Linked DNA regions of Mus musculus: regions 2, 3 and 4 are each linked to region 1. Evidence: chromatin contacts called from public Hi-C, HiChIP or PLAC-seq and capture Hi-C data. All regions are on one chromosome and are shown on one strand. The core of a region is the stretch at or near the end of the contact, and the rest is flanking DNA. Distances in the headings are between cores, read along the strand shown. Region 1 overlaps Fndc3a (fibronectin type III domain containing 3A). Region 2 overlaps Gm4606 (NADH dehydrogenase [ubiquinone] 1 alpha subcomplex assembly factor 4). Region 3 overlaps Gm35218 (a long non-coding RNA gene). Region 4 has its middle 29 kb from the start of Fndc3a.

Region 1 (2,785 bases), core at 75-2,574:
GATAGCTGCTGGAACAAGTCATCATTTAGTTTCACAAAGGACTCCTTTATGACGTGATCACTTTGACTACTTAAGTAAATTTTCTAGTTCGGAGGCAGAAATGCCACACAGTTAGATTTTAAAAAGATAATTTATCAGTGCTATGTACATTTATCTAAAATAATGGTGGGATATATTCAACACTGAACACAAACCTGCCACACCCCCAATACATAGACAGTAAACACAAGTACTGATATTCAGATCCACAATGCTGGCAGCACCATGTTGCTTGTCCTGCATCAAACTCTAAACCCTGGACACTCACTGACACAATGCCTGACTACCTCTCAGGTCCAACAGTACTTTCTAACTCAGAAAGTTCTAGAAAATTAACTGCAAACTGTCTTAAATTTGTATGCAGCAAAGCAGACTGTGTCCAGGGAAGAAGCAAACCTGTTATAGGAGTACATAACATGTCCACCTGGCACAAGAAAGCTGTACCTGAACAACTGTAGCTACACCTAACAGCTCCTTCAGAATTGACAAGCTTTAGGCAAAAGCTACCCCAAAGCAGAGTGATTACATTACTGTTAAGGGCCTACTTATTTTTAAAATCTGCAAAAGTGGGTACAATTCTGTTTGTCATTTGCCTTAAATATGAAAAACTTCCCATCCCAATTCTTAAAGGTACCATCAATGATTTATACCTAGTTCATTTTACCTAACATAAACTAAACCTATCGTCTTTCTTAATCTACCATTCATATTCAATTTTTTCTTTATTTCTTTTAGAAAAAACCCAAAACTACAGATTTGTCTAAGCATTTAAAATTAAATAAACAACGGACTGCTGACTGCTGACTCCTGCCGCACACAATGGCTTCCAAATTACCTGATGCCAATTTTCTGATCAGTCTTAAAAGAGAAAAGACGAAAAAAATCAAGAGGCCAGCCAGAATGGGGCATGCTATGAGATTTAAAATCACTCTAGCTCATAGAGTCTACAATTTTCATAACCACATAACAATATGTAGTATTTCTAAAGCGAACAGATTTGGCACTAAAAACACACAACACGGCTTTAGGTTAATACAAAAGCTTCCTATGTTTTCAAATAAAAGCGAATGTTCAAAATCAGCAAATCTTACCACTCATTTTGTTTCTACAGGAGCAGCAGCCAGCGAACAAGAAAACCCAACAAGGAAACGGCGTAGTACACGTTAGCAGCTTTAATTGGAGAACAGTTTCGCTTTTTTTTTTTTTTCCTCAAAGCTGGTAAGAGGAAAAGATCCTTTGACCGAGTCACGTGACCGGTATCACATGACCCGCAGTGAACCGGGAAAGACCGGGAGAGGAAACAGCGCAGAGGGTACGCTGGGGCGCTACTGAAACAAAACACTTAAAGGCTTCTTCAGCTGCTTTCCTGACTGCAACGCGTTCTGCCTTAAGAGCCAAAGTAAACCCTAATCAAAAGAACCTGGTGGATAGGCACGCGATGGAAAACCATCCTCTTTGTGTTCGCGGTTTGACTAACGCAGCCTGCTGCTTTTTCACATAGAAAGATTGGGGTAAAATGAATTCAAAGCCTTGATCCAAAATATGAGTGTATAGTTTGTGATCATTTCATGCTCGATACTCAAGCTATGCCTATAACACACAGAGAATTGCCCACACAATAGAATTAAATGACAAGTTCCTTACAGGTGGAATATATTTCAGGCTTGTTTTGTTTTTCCTTAAAAGCTAATGAAGGCTTCTGCTTTTATAGTCAGTGTACTTTGTTTTTAGTGATTATTTTAAAAATAGAACTTACTCTTGACATTAAGGAAAGATCCTTGGTGGATAGTATTCTTAAAGCAGGAATGTGAAAAATACTCAGTTAATTGAGGTGAAAACTTATTCTTTTGGAAAAAAAATACGCCCCGTAAATTACTTAAGAGGGCATATAAGTTCAGAGGAACTTTATCAACTGCTTACATACACAAGCAATGGCTGGGATCTGTGACACGCACCACAGTGGGGAAGATGGATTTGGGTACTAGGTGATACTAAAAGTTAAAATGAGCTCCGATACTTACTAGCATGGCAAATGTACTACTATTGGGCTCTGTCTCCTGTGGAAAGGTTAAAATGATCAACCTCAAAGCACTGTTGCAGAATCAAGTTAGACAAACTAGTACATGAAATACACTGTTTAGGACCTCTCAGTAACTGATAGTTATTGTAAGTAAAAGTATGATCGCTGACTCTCAAAACTAAAGATTACACAGTGAGACGAACCATGTGGAGTGTCCTACTTGTTAACGCAAACTGAGGTATCATTACTAGAGAAGCTGAGGCAGGAGCAGATAAGTAACTTGAGGGTACATAGGCAAAGGCAGGGTTGCTTCATATAATCACATGTTAAAGGCCAGGCCCTATTTAAAGGCCCAGTGTCTTTCCTGAAGAAGAAAAAAAAAAAAAAAAAAAAAAAAAAAACCTGGCAGGACACACCCCTGGCAACTTGACTCAATAAAAGCAAGTCAGAGGCCAGAGGAGAAGAGACACTGGTTTAAAGTGGAAAAGGGTAATAGCTGACCTTTTATTCCATTATGAATGCATTTCCCCTGAGGCTGTGGGATGGGCGCTTACTTCCCTGTTCTCTCTCACTGCGCCACTCTGCCCTCCTATGCTATTTTGACAGTCAGTGAGTTGTTTTTTTTTTTTTTTTTCTTTCTGCCCCAACACTTGCTGTCAGGTCAATGACTTCAATGTCCAAACTCTAGATCTATGATTTCTCTGCTCCTTTTCCTGCTGTGTTCTT
Region 2 (2,785 bases), core at 158-2,657, 240 kb after region 1:
TTGTAAGGATAAATACTTTGATAAAAAGCAACTTCAGGAAGTGTTTATTTTGGCACACAGTTGCATCACGGTGGGAAAGTTAAAGCAGTAGGAACCAGAAGTTGTTGGCAACATCACATCTATAGGCAGAGAGATAAATGCCTGTGCGCAGCTCCCTTCTTCCTTTGAATACAGTCTAGAATCTCAGTCCAGGGTATGCTGCCACCCACAGTGGACCAGTTTTCTCATCTTTCTTTAACCCAGTCCACCACAGGCATGCCCATAGGTCTGCCTCCTAGGTGATTCTAGACCTTATCAAGGTGACAATTAGTATTAGCCATCACACAAGTTTTCAGAGTGTTAATTCTTGAGACGTCAGAATTACTAAGACTAAGGCTTATTTTCCCATATTGAAGATCTTCCCACTTGGGTTTCAAGCCTCTCCACTGTGAGGTTTGAGAACTGGAGTGATTGAGAAGTTGTTAAACTGCTGATCCTTTGCTCCTGGCCATGCTCTCCCCATCACCTCCCCACCGCACCCCTTTCAAATACCTGAGATAAGCAGCCACATTTCCATCTCCTCTAGGCTTAGCCTTTGCACACTGCCACCGTATATGCATTCTGATTGCCTGTTTCTTGGTAAACTGCTGTTGTGTGTGTGGATTGTGTTTGGAGATATGTTCGGTGGTTAAAAGTACTTGTTGCTCTCCCAGAGGACTTGGGTTTTATTCCCAGTACTCACATGGAGTTTACAACCATTTATAAGTCCAATTCTGGGGAGGAGGGGAGATCTAATTCTCTCTTCTGGTCTCCATAGGTGCCATGGTACACAGACACACGTGCATGCAAAACACCCATACAGTGAAAGGTAAAAAATAATGATTTTAGAAATTTTTAAAGAATTTAAAACTGAAACCCCCACAAAAAATACTTTGAAGTATTTGAAGTAGTGAAATTTAAGGTTTTTTTTTTTTTTTAAAAAAAAACAAAGCAAACTTTATGCATTTCTAAAGATGTTTTCTTTTAGTGCATGAAGAAAACAAAATGTACAGGTACATTTGTTATTGTTCATGTGGAGATCCCTGCGAACAATGACATTTTAGACATCATGTTTTCATCTTTCTAAAAACACAGCAGGACAGAGCCCCATTCGACACAGCGAAATAAGTTCCTTAAAAACGTTGGCTAAAGCAGCAGAAAGTGTCTCCTATTTTAAGCACTCACAAACAAGCCCAGTTGGAGAAGAGCTCTCTGAAGATTCAGGCCTCTCTGGTTACTCTATTTTCCAGGTTTCCCTCCCCTGCTTGATTCTCCTGTTTGATAAGAGATCAGGTAACCATGACAACTCTGCACTGTGGCAGGCCTTTGTGTGTGTGTGTGTGTGTGTGTGTGTGTGTGTGTGTGTGTGTATTACATAACTCTGAAAATAAATCTGCTATCTGTTTGACATTTGCTTCCTTTTCTTACAAACTTTTTTTTTCTTTTTAACTCTCAGCACAGTGTATCCTGAAGGAAGCTCTCCACTTGAGAGGATTTTGCTGACAGGAGTGTGGCTTCCTATTAGTGGCATGATGGCTGCACCCTCTGAGGCTCACATTCCCAGCATGGATCCTCCCCATACACACTTCAGACTAAATTATAGCTCTATTATCCAGTTAGTGAAGGCTAGCAAAACCGTGATAGTTCACCGGGGTGTTTTCTAGCCTGAGATTTATGCAGTCTGAGTGTGTGCCATCCAAAATGGAGGCCACTATTACGTGAGCTCTGAAGGTTCACCTCAGAGGCACCGGTTTTATGCCAATGGGAAACATACTCTCGGTTCCTGGCAGATAGAAAGAACTTTTCACTCAATTAGATTTTGATAAGACAGCTTGACCTAATACTCCTTGAAAAATAAAGACTCTAATATAATTTAATATAGGGATATTGGCATGCCAAATGACTAGCTTCTATTATGTGTTCAGAGGAGATTTTATTTTCTGATATAAATCCTAGAAACTTGCTTAGTGATAAGGGTTTTCCTCATAACAAAGCAAATTCTTCAGTTTTCTACATTAGTGGCTATATGTGGCAAGTGACAAGCAGCATAACTCTTGGTTAAATGAGAAAAAGATTAACATCAGGGTCAGAATGAGGCCACTGCTTTCAAAGCAGACCCAGCAGAGACCAGTGCTTGCCTTTACCCACCAGCCTGAGTTGTATCCAGGCAAGCTGTATTGATTAGATGTATTTCCCTAATAGCAATATCCTGCTCTCTCTCTCTCTCTCTCTCTCTCTCTCTCTCTCTCTCTCTCTCTCAGGAACATGCTTGTATCAGGCACACAGAGCTTTCTCCTACATGTCTACCAATTAAGGGTTATTAAGTTTAATGAATTTATTCCACAGCACCCAGCTCTCTAGTATTTATTCAAAAAAAATCTCTTGGGACTTGAGTCTCAGAGCAAAAGATTTCATAAACATGCATATGAATGTGTTAGATGAGGCTGTTTTTGTTGGTTGAAAACAGACAGCGGGTGTGCAACCCTACGATGTCACGATATGACTGTCATGTAAAATGACTGTATTTGCAAGTAAACACCATTCAAGCCACTTTGGCAAGCCCAGAGCCTCTTTGTGCAGAGCAGAGGTTGAGTCCTGCCTGAGGGTATTCATCAAAGAAAGCCACAGGGAATTGGCTCAAAGCAGGGAGGCTAGCCCAGGAACCACCTTAGCAACCTGGGACTCTGCCAGAATTGGGCTTGTATGTGTCCCTCTTTTAATGATGCACCGGATTGCCTAGCTTCTTTACCTGCATATACTAGGCACA
Region 3 (2,785 bases), core at 182-2,681, 190 kb after region 1:
AAGGGATCTTGTTCTTCTGTCTCTTACACAAAATATCACATTGGTACACTATGTTAATGGCATTATGCCGATTGGACCAAGTGAGCAGGAGGTGGCAACTGCTTTGTACTTGTTGGTAACACATATGTGCCCCAGAGGATGGGAAATAAATCTAACCAAAGTTCAAGGGCCTTCTACCTCATTAACTTTCTTAGGAGTCCAGTGGTATATGGCATACAGAGATATTCCTTCTGAGGCAATGGTTCTCAATCCGTGGGTCATGACTCTATTGGCAGTTGAACCACCTTTTTACAGGGGTCACATATCAGATATCCTGCATATCAGACTACATTGAGATTCTTAACATTAGTAAAATTACAGTTATGAAATAGCAATGAAGATAATTTTGTGATTAGGGGTCACCACAACATGAGGAACTGTATTTAAGAAAGGGCCCCAGCATCAGGAAGGTTGAGAACCACTAAGGTGAGAGATAAGTTATTGCACCTGGTCCTTCCCACCACCAAGGAAAAGGCACAATGTTTAGTGAGCCTATTTGGATTCTTGAAACAGAACATTCCTCACTTGGGTGTATTACTTCAGCCCATACACCATGTGACTCAGAAAGCTGCTAGCTTTGTGTAGGGCCTGCAATAGGAGAAGACTCTTCAGCAGATGTAGGTTGCTTCACAGGCTGCTCTACCTCTTGGGCCATATTCAGGAGACCCAACGGTATCTGAGATGTCAGTGACAAGTAGGGATGCTGTTCTACTACCATTATGACGCCATCTGCTGCCATGCACACGCCTGCTACCTCATAGTTGACTAAGGAAGAGAAGGCTAGGGCCTGCTTTACTGATGGATCTGCATGCTATGCAGGCACCACTGAGACATGGACAGCTGCAGCATAACAACCCTTTTCTGAGACAAGGCTGAAAACACTGGTGAAAGAAAGTCTACCCAGCAGGCAGAATTTTGGGAAGTACACATGGCCATGCATTTTGTTCAGAAGGAGAAATGGCCAGATGTGCCATTGTTCACTGATTCACAGGCTATAGCCAGTGGATTGGTTGGATGGTTGGGGACTGGGAAAGAGCACGGCAGGAAAGTGGGTGAGAAAGTGACCTAGGGAAGAAGTATGTCGATGGATTTCTCCAAATGTGTAAAGGTACTTGTGTCCCATGTAAAACGCTCATCAAAAGGTGACTTCAACAGAGAAGGAGCTCAATAAGCAAGTAGATAGGATGATCTATTCTGTGGACGGTCAGCCTCTTTTCCCAACCATCCCAGTCAGTGTCCAGTGGGCCAATGAACAAGGTGACCATGGAGGCAGAGATTGAAGTTAGGCATGGGCTTGACTACGTGGACTTGCACTCATCAAAGTTGATCTGGCTACAGCGGTTGCTGAGTGCCAAATCTGCCAACAGCAGAGACCAACGCTGAGCCTGAAATATGGCACTATTCCCTGGGGTGACCAACCAGTGAGCTCGTGACAGGTTGACTACATTGAACCACTTCCTCTGTGGGAAAGACAATGCTTTTTTCTTACTGCAGTATTTATTCTGGTTACGGATTTGCCTTTCCTGAACATAATGCTTCTGCCAAAACCACAATCCTTGGACTTACAGAATGCCTGATCCACTCTCATAGTATTCCACACAGTATTGCTTCTGACCAAGGAACTCACTCCACAGTCAGAGAAATGCAACAATGACTCCAGTATCACTGAATTCACTGGTCTTACCATGTTTCCCACCATCCTGAGTCAGCTGGCTTGATAGAAAAATGGAATGATCTTTTGAAGACGCAGTTTCATCTCCAATTCGACTGTAGGGCTGGGACAGGGTTCCCCAGAAGGCAGTATATGCTTTGAATCAATGTCCAATATACGATAGTTTCATCCATAGCCAGGATCCACTTGGAGGAAAAGGGAATAGTTTCACTCACTATCACTCTTAGTGACCCACTAGGTAAATTGTTTACTACCAGTTTCCACAACCTTAAGTTCTGCTGCCCTAGAAGTTTTGGTTGCCAGAGAGGAGGGTGCTTCTGCCAGGAAAGACAGACAACAAACATTCCACTGAACTGGAAGCTGATCCAGGAAAGACAACAAACATTCTACTGAACTGCAAGCTCAGACTTCCCTCTGGCCACTTTGGGCTTGTGACACCATTAGACCAACAGGCTAAGGAAGGGGATAACAGTGATTGATGGGTGACTGATCCACATTACCAAGGGGAAATTGGATTGCTTTTCCACAGTAGAGGTAAGAACAACTGTGTATGAGCACGGGAAAACTTTTAGGGCATCTCTTGGTGCTGCTATGTCCTGTGATTAAAGTCAATGGGAAATTATAACGCCTAATCCAGGCAGGATGACAAAAGACCTAGACCCCCCAGGAATAAAAGTATTGGTCATTCCTCCAGGAAAAGAGCCAAAATGTGCTGAAGTACTTGCTGAGAGGAGAGGAAATACAAAATGGTCAATAGATAGCAGTAGTTATAAATAACATCTAGAGCCATATGCACGGAAGCAGAAATGAAGATTAAAATTGACACGAGTGTTTCTATTATGTTTTGTTGAGAATCCATTGCATAAATATTTATGTTTTCTTTCCTCAATTTCTTAATCATGTAATATAGCATCAGTTAGGAGAATATCAGTGATTATCACATTTAAGTTTGAGATACCAAAAGATTGTCCTTCAAGTGACCTGGGCATTCATTCTAAAATTTATAATGCATTTGTAGTTGTATGAAAGATAGCTATATCATGATAATCAGAATTATGATCTAGTTATTGTTTT
Region 4 (2,785 bases), core at 98-2,597, 140 kb after region 1:
AGTGACATCAGAGTCATGTACTACCAAGCTCCCACCCATGTGCTGTCTTGGGTTGTAGCTGGGCTTTACTACTTTCTGGGTTTTTCTTCTTTTCACCCTTTATCCACCCAGTTTCACATCCCTATCACTAGATAAAAGAGAAAGGTATGTAGCTTCTAGTTAGATACTTTACTAGATAAAGGAGAGAGAGAGAGAGAGAGAGAGAGAGAGAGAGAGAGAGAGAGAGAGAGAGAGAGAGAGAGATTGATTCCTGAATCTAATTTTGTTCCTTTTGTTTCTTCCTTGAAGATGACTACTAACAATCCACAACCAACCCCCCTGAGCCACCACTAACCACCATCCCCACCTCTTGGGGCCCTAGCATTTTATATAATCTCTGAAAATTTCCCAGAATTTCAAACGTCATACAATCACAGAAACTATCTGCAGCTGGCAAAAACATGCCTCTGCTAGAACAAGAGGCAAATCATAGTCAGCTGCCGTGAAGCCCCCACCCCCCAGCCCCGCACCTGAGATTGAAACAAAAGCATATTCTTAAAATATTTCTATGTTTTTAAAATATACAAATATTCCAGAATTCTCATTACATTGGGTGTTATTTTAAAGTTTTTTTTAGTTGTAGAAAATAATAGATTCATTAAGTTTTCATGCATGTATATGATATTCTTTGCTGCCCACTATACTCTCTTAACCCTCAGACTTTTCCCTTTTGTTTTCATAGGTTTTTTTTTCCTCCTAAAGTCCCTATATAAGAGAAAACATGTGATGCTTGCCTTTTTGAGTTTGACTTTGCGCACTTCATGATACCGTTGGCTCTTTGTACCCTTGCTGCCATCATGGTGGTTCAGGTCATTATCATGTCTGTCCTTGACCATGAATGCAAGATCTCCTGACTGGCCCACGGACCTCCAACACTTCCCCTTTCAGCCCAGTTTGTGAAAGCAGAGATGACCATGGCATTTCCTGGTTTAGATCCTTCAGTGAGTCATCAGTGATGATGGATCACCACCTGTCACCAGCCTATCTCATTCTGCCTTTCCAGCTTTATCCCCCACCCCAACCCCCCATTTCAGCACATACCGGCCAGATGACACTTCTGTACTTCTCAGCCTCTCATTTACCATCCTGTTTGGGCAGGGTGCATTTCACCTTACTCTGTTTTAAGACACTGTTTCAGTATTGTGTCCTCTAGTGATACTGTTTTCATGGGCAGAGAACATCCCACACTTCTTTTTATTTCTGGGGTAGTTTGTATACATTTGTAGTTTAACTAACATGATATTGTGGGATTATGTGGGTGTATGCGTGTGTGTGTGTGTGTGTGTGTGTGTGTGGTGTATGTTTATATGTATGTGAACGTGTATATGTGTGCGTGTCTGTGTCTGTGTGTATGCATGCATGCCTGTGTATATAGGCCAAAGTAGGGTTTTGTGTGTCCTGCTCTATAACTCTCTGTCATATTTCCTTGAGACAGGATCCCTTATTAAATTAAAGTCTAGGCTGGCAGCCAGCAAGTCCCAGCAATCTTCCTGTCTACTACTCACAGCACTGGGGACACAGTTGTTCAGGAAGCCATTTATTCACGTAGCCATACTTACTAGCAGATCATCTTTTAACTGTTTGGAGTTACATTTTGCTTCTCTCACCTAGACTGAAAGCCACTGAAAGGTGGGGGCTATCCTATTTATGCCTGAGTCTCCAGGCTTAGCTTATTGACCGATCCAGAGTTACCACTCAATACACGGCTGGGTGAAAGTCAGAGTCAGCGGTTTATTGGATTTGCATAGGATACATCTTACTTTCACAATGGTGACAGAAACAACATAACCAGAGTGTTCTTATTACATTGAACTCCATGGAGGAAAGCCACCGACGGGCCTCTAGTTTGCATGGGTTCTGCAGATAAAGTTGTCTAATTCCCCAAAATCCTGAGCGAGAAAAAAACTGTACATTGCTCAGGAGAACAATGTGTTCTTTGACACCAACTGTGAAAGCTTTCAAAACAAAAATGTAAATTTTCTTTGCCTCTAGGCTGTTTTCACTAGTCTTTCTCATTTACGAGCTCACTTGTTTTCTTTATACACAACGGATTTTTTAGAGTACTCTGTTGTTAAGAAGCGTTCGGGCAACCTCTAGTCAACCTATTTAGATTTCAGTGTTCTTATCTGTGTAATGAGGCTAATGGTACTAAGCTGTTCTCCCAGGGATGCTTGATTAAATATGTGTCTTGACACTGCACAGGCCCTGCGTACATCAGCAAGGATTTTCAAAAATAAAATGTCCTATATGCCCAGAAAATGGTTCCATTTGGCATTGTTTGAAGAGCAGGCACATTTCCACAAGGGAACACTTGCACCATCAGCAAGCATTCCAAAATAGATCTGAGGTAAAAAATTGTTATGACTGCAGCTAATGTTTTATTTGGGGTTGATAAGACAGGCAAGTATGTCAAAACATCTCCACCCATTATTTTTAATGGGGGAGAGCAAGCTTTAGTGAAATGTGCAATTCCTATTCTGCAGTCAGTATCCTTGCTGGCAGAAGATGTTCTAGTCTTTTCACCCTACGTATGCTGCATTGGATTTGCCCAGAGTGTCTTCCTTGTTACTTTAAGTGGGACCAGAGCCCAGAATTCCTGTGGTCATGCCCTGCCCAGCATATTTTCCTGTCCTTTAATGGGGCAACAGGGGCTGCGCTGCTCTTCCTCACAGCCTTGGCCTCGATGAATGGTCTCTCTTTCCATAACTCATTTTTCTACCATCCTGGATAACTCCTTTACTCTTTC

Evidence for each region. Hi-C and Micro-C count contacts between places; a contact is called where the count stands out from the background. HiChIP or PLAC-seq counts read pairs in DNA pulled down with a chosen protein or histone mark. Capture Hi-C pulls out chosen DNA fragments and counts their contacts.
Region 2: a capture Hi-C map of embryonic stem cells shows a contact between it and region 1, with 2.1 times the contacts expected there. The contact joins two enhancer-like sites. A contact is called at or near these places in 1 of 39 promoter capture datasets (3T3-L1-derived adipocytes), 2 of 115 datasets of contacts at active chromatin or transcription factors (CD8 T cells and bone marrow-derived macrophages) and 4 of 9 other capture datasets (adipose tissue, embryonic stem cells, liver and 1 more).
Region 3: a contact with region 1 is called in an H3K4me3 HiChIP or PLAC-seq map of the 230-238 cell line, with 25 read pairs. The contact joins two enhancer-like sites. A contact is called at or near these places in 2 of 484 Hi-C or Micro-C datasets (granulocyte-monocyte progenitors and nephron progenitors), 3 of 115 datasets of contacts at active chromatin or transcription factors (the 230-238 cell line and fibro-adipogenic progenitors) and 1 of 9 other capture datasets (pancreatic islet).
Region 4: a Hi-C map of the N1E-115 cell line shows a contact between it and region 1, with 2.4 times the contacts expected there. The contact joins two enhancer-like sites. A contact is called at or near these places in 2 of 484 Hi-C or Micro-C datasets (the N1E-115 cell line and peritoneal macrophages), 2 of 115 datasets of contacts at active chromatin or transcription factors (the 230-238 cell line and CD8 T cells) and 1 of 9 other capture datasets (adipose tissue).

What each region holds. Positions count from the first base shown.
Region 1 is chr14:72,601,792-72,604,576 of GRCm38.p6, forward strand. All of the region lies in intron 3 of Fndc3a (fibronectin type III domain containing 3A), which reads right to left. Among named protein-coding and RNA genes, the nearest start is that of Fndc3a, 110 kb to the right of the region's middle. Within about 2 kb of position 1,325, at least 368 of the 459 cell types and tissues checked have an H3K27ac peak or open chromatin away from gene starts, as enhancers often do. A contact at or near this core is called in the 230-238 cell line, the N1E-115 cell line, adipose tissue and 2 more, where this site is marked.
Region 2 is chr14:72,843,619-72,846,403 of GRCm38.p6, forward strand. The region is part of intron 1 of Gm4606 (NADH dehydrogenase [ubiquinone] 1 alpha subcomplex assembly factor 4); the gene reads right to left. Among named protein-coding and RNA genes, the nearest start is that of Gm41206, 6.9 kb to the right of the region's middle. Within about 2 kb of position 1,408, at least 27 of the 459 cell types and tissues checked have an H3K27ac peak or open chromatin away from gene starts, as enhancers often do. A contact at or near this core is called in bone marrow-derived macrophages and embryonic stem cells, where this site is marked.
Region 3 is chr14:72,787,815-72,790,599 of GRCm38.p6, forward strand. Gm35218 (a long non-coding RNA gene) reads right to left here. Exons shown (of 7, transcript XR_383581.2): 5 at 1,724-1,896. Among named protein-coding and RNA genes, the nearest start is that of Gm35218, 18 kb to the right of the region's middle. Within about 2 kb of position 1,432, at least 8 of the 459 cell types and tissues checked have an H3K27ac peak or open chromatin away from gene starts, as enhancers often do. A contact at or near this core is called in the 230-238 cell line, where this site is marked.
Region 4 is chr14:72,737,439-72,740,223 of GRCm38.p6, forward strand. No RefSeq gene overlaps it. Among named protein-coding and RNA genes, the nearest start is that of Fndc3a, 29 kb to the left of the region's middle. Within about 2 kb of position 1,348, at least 32 of the 459 cell types and tissues checked have an H3K27ac peak or open chromatin away from gene starts, as enhancers often do. A contact at or near this core is called in the N1E-115 cell line and adipose tissue, where this site is marked.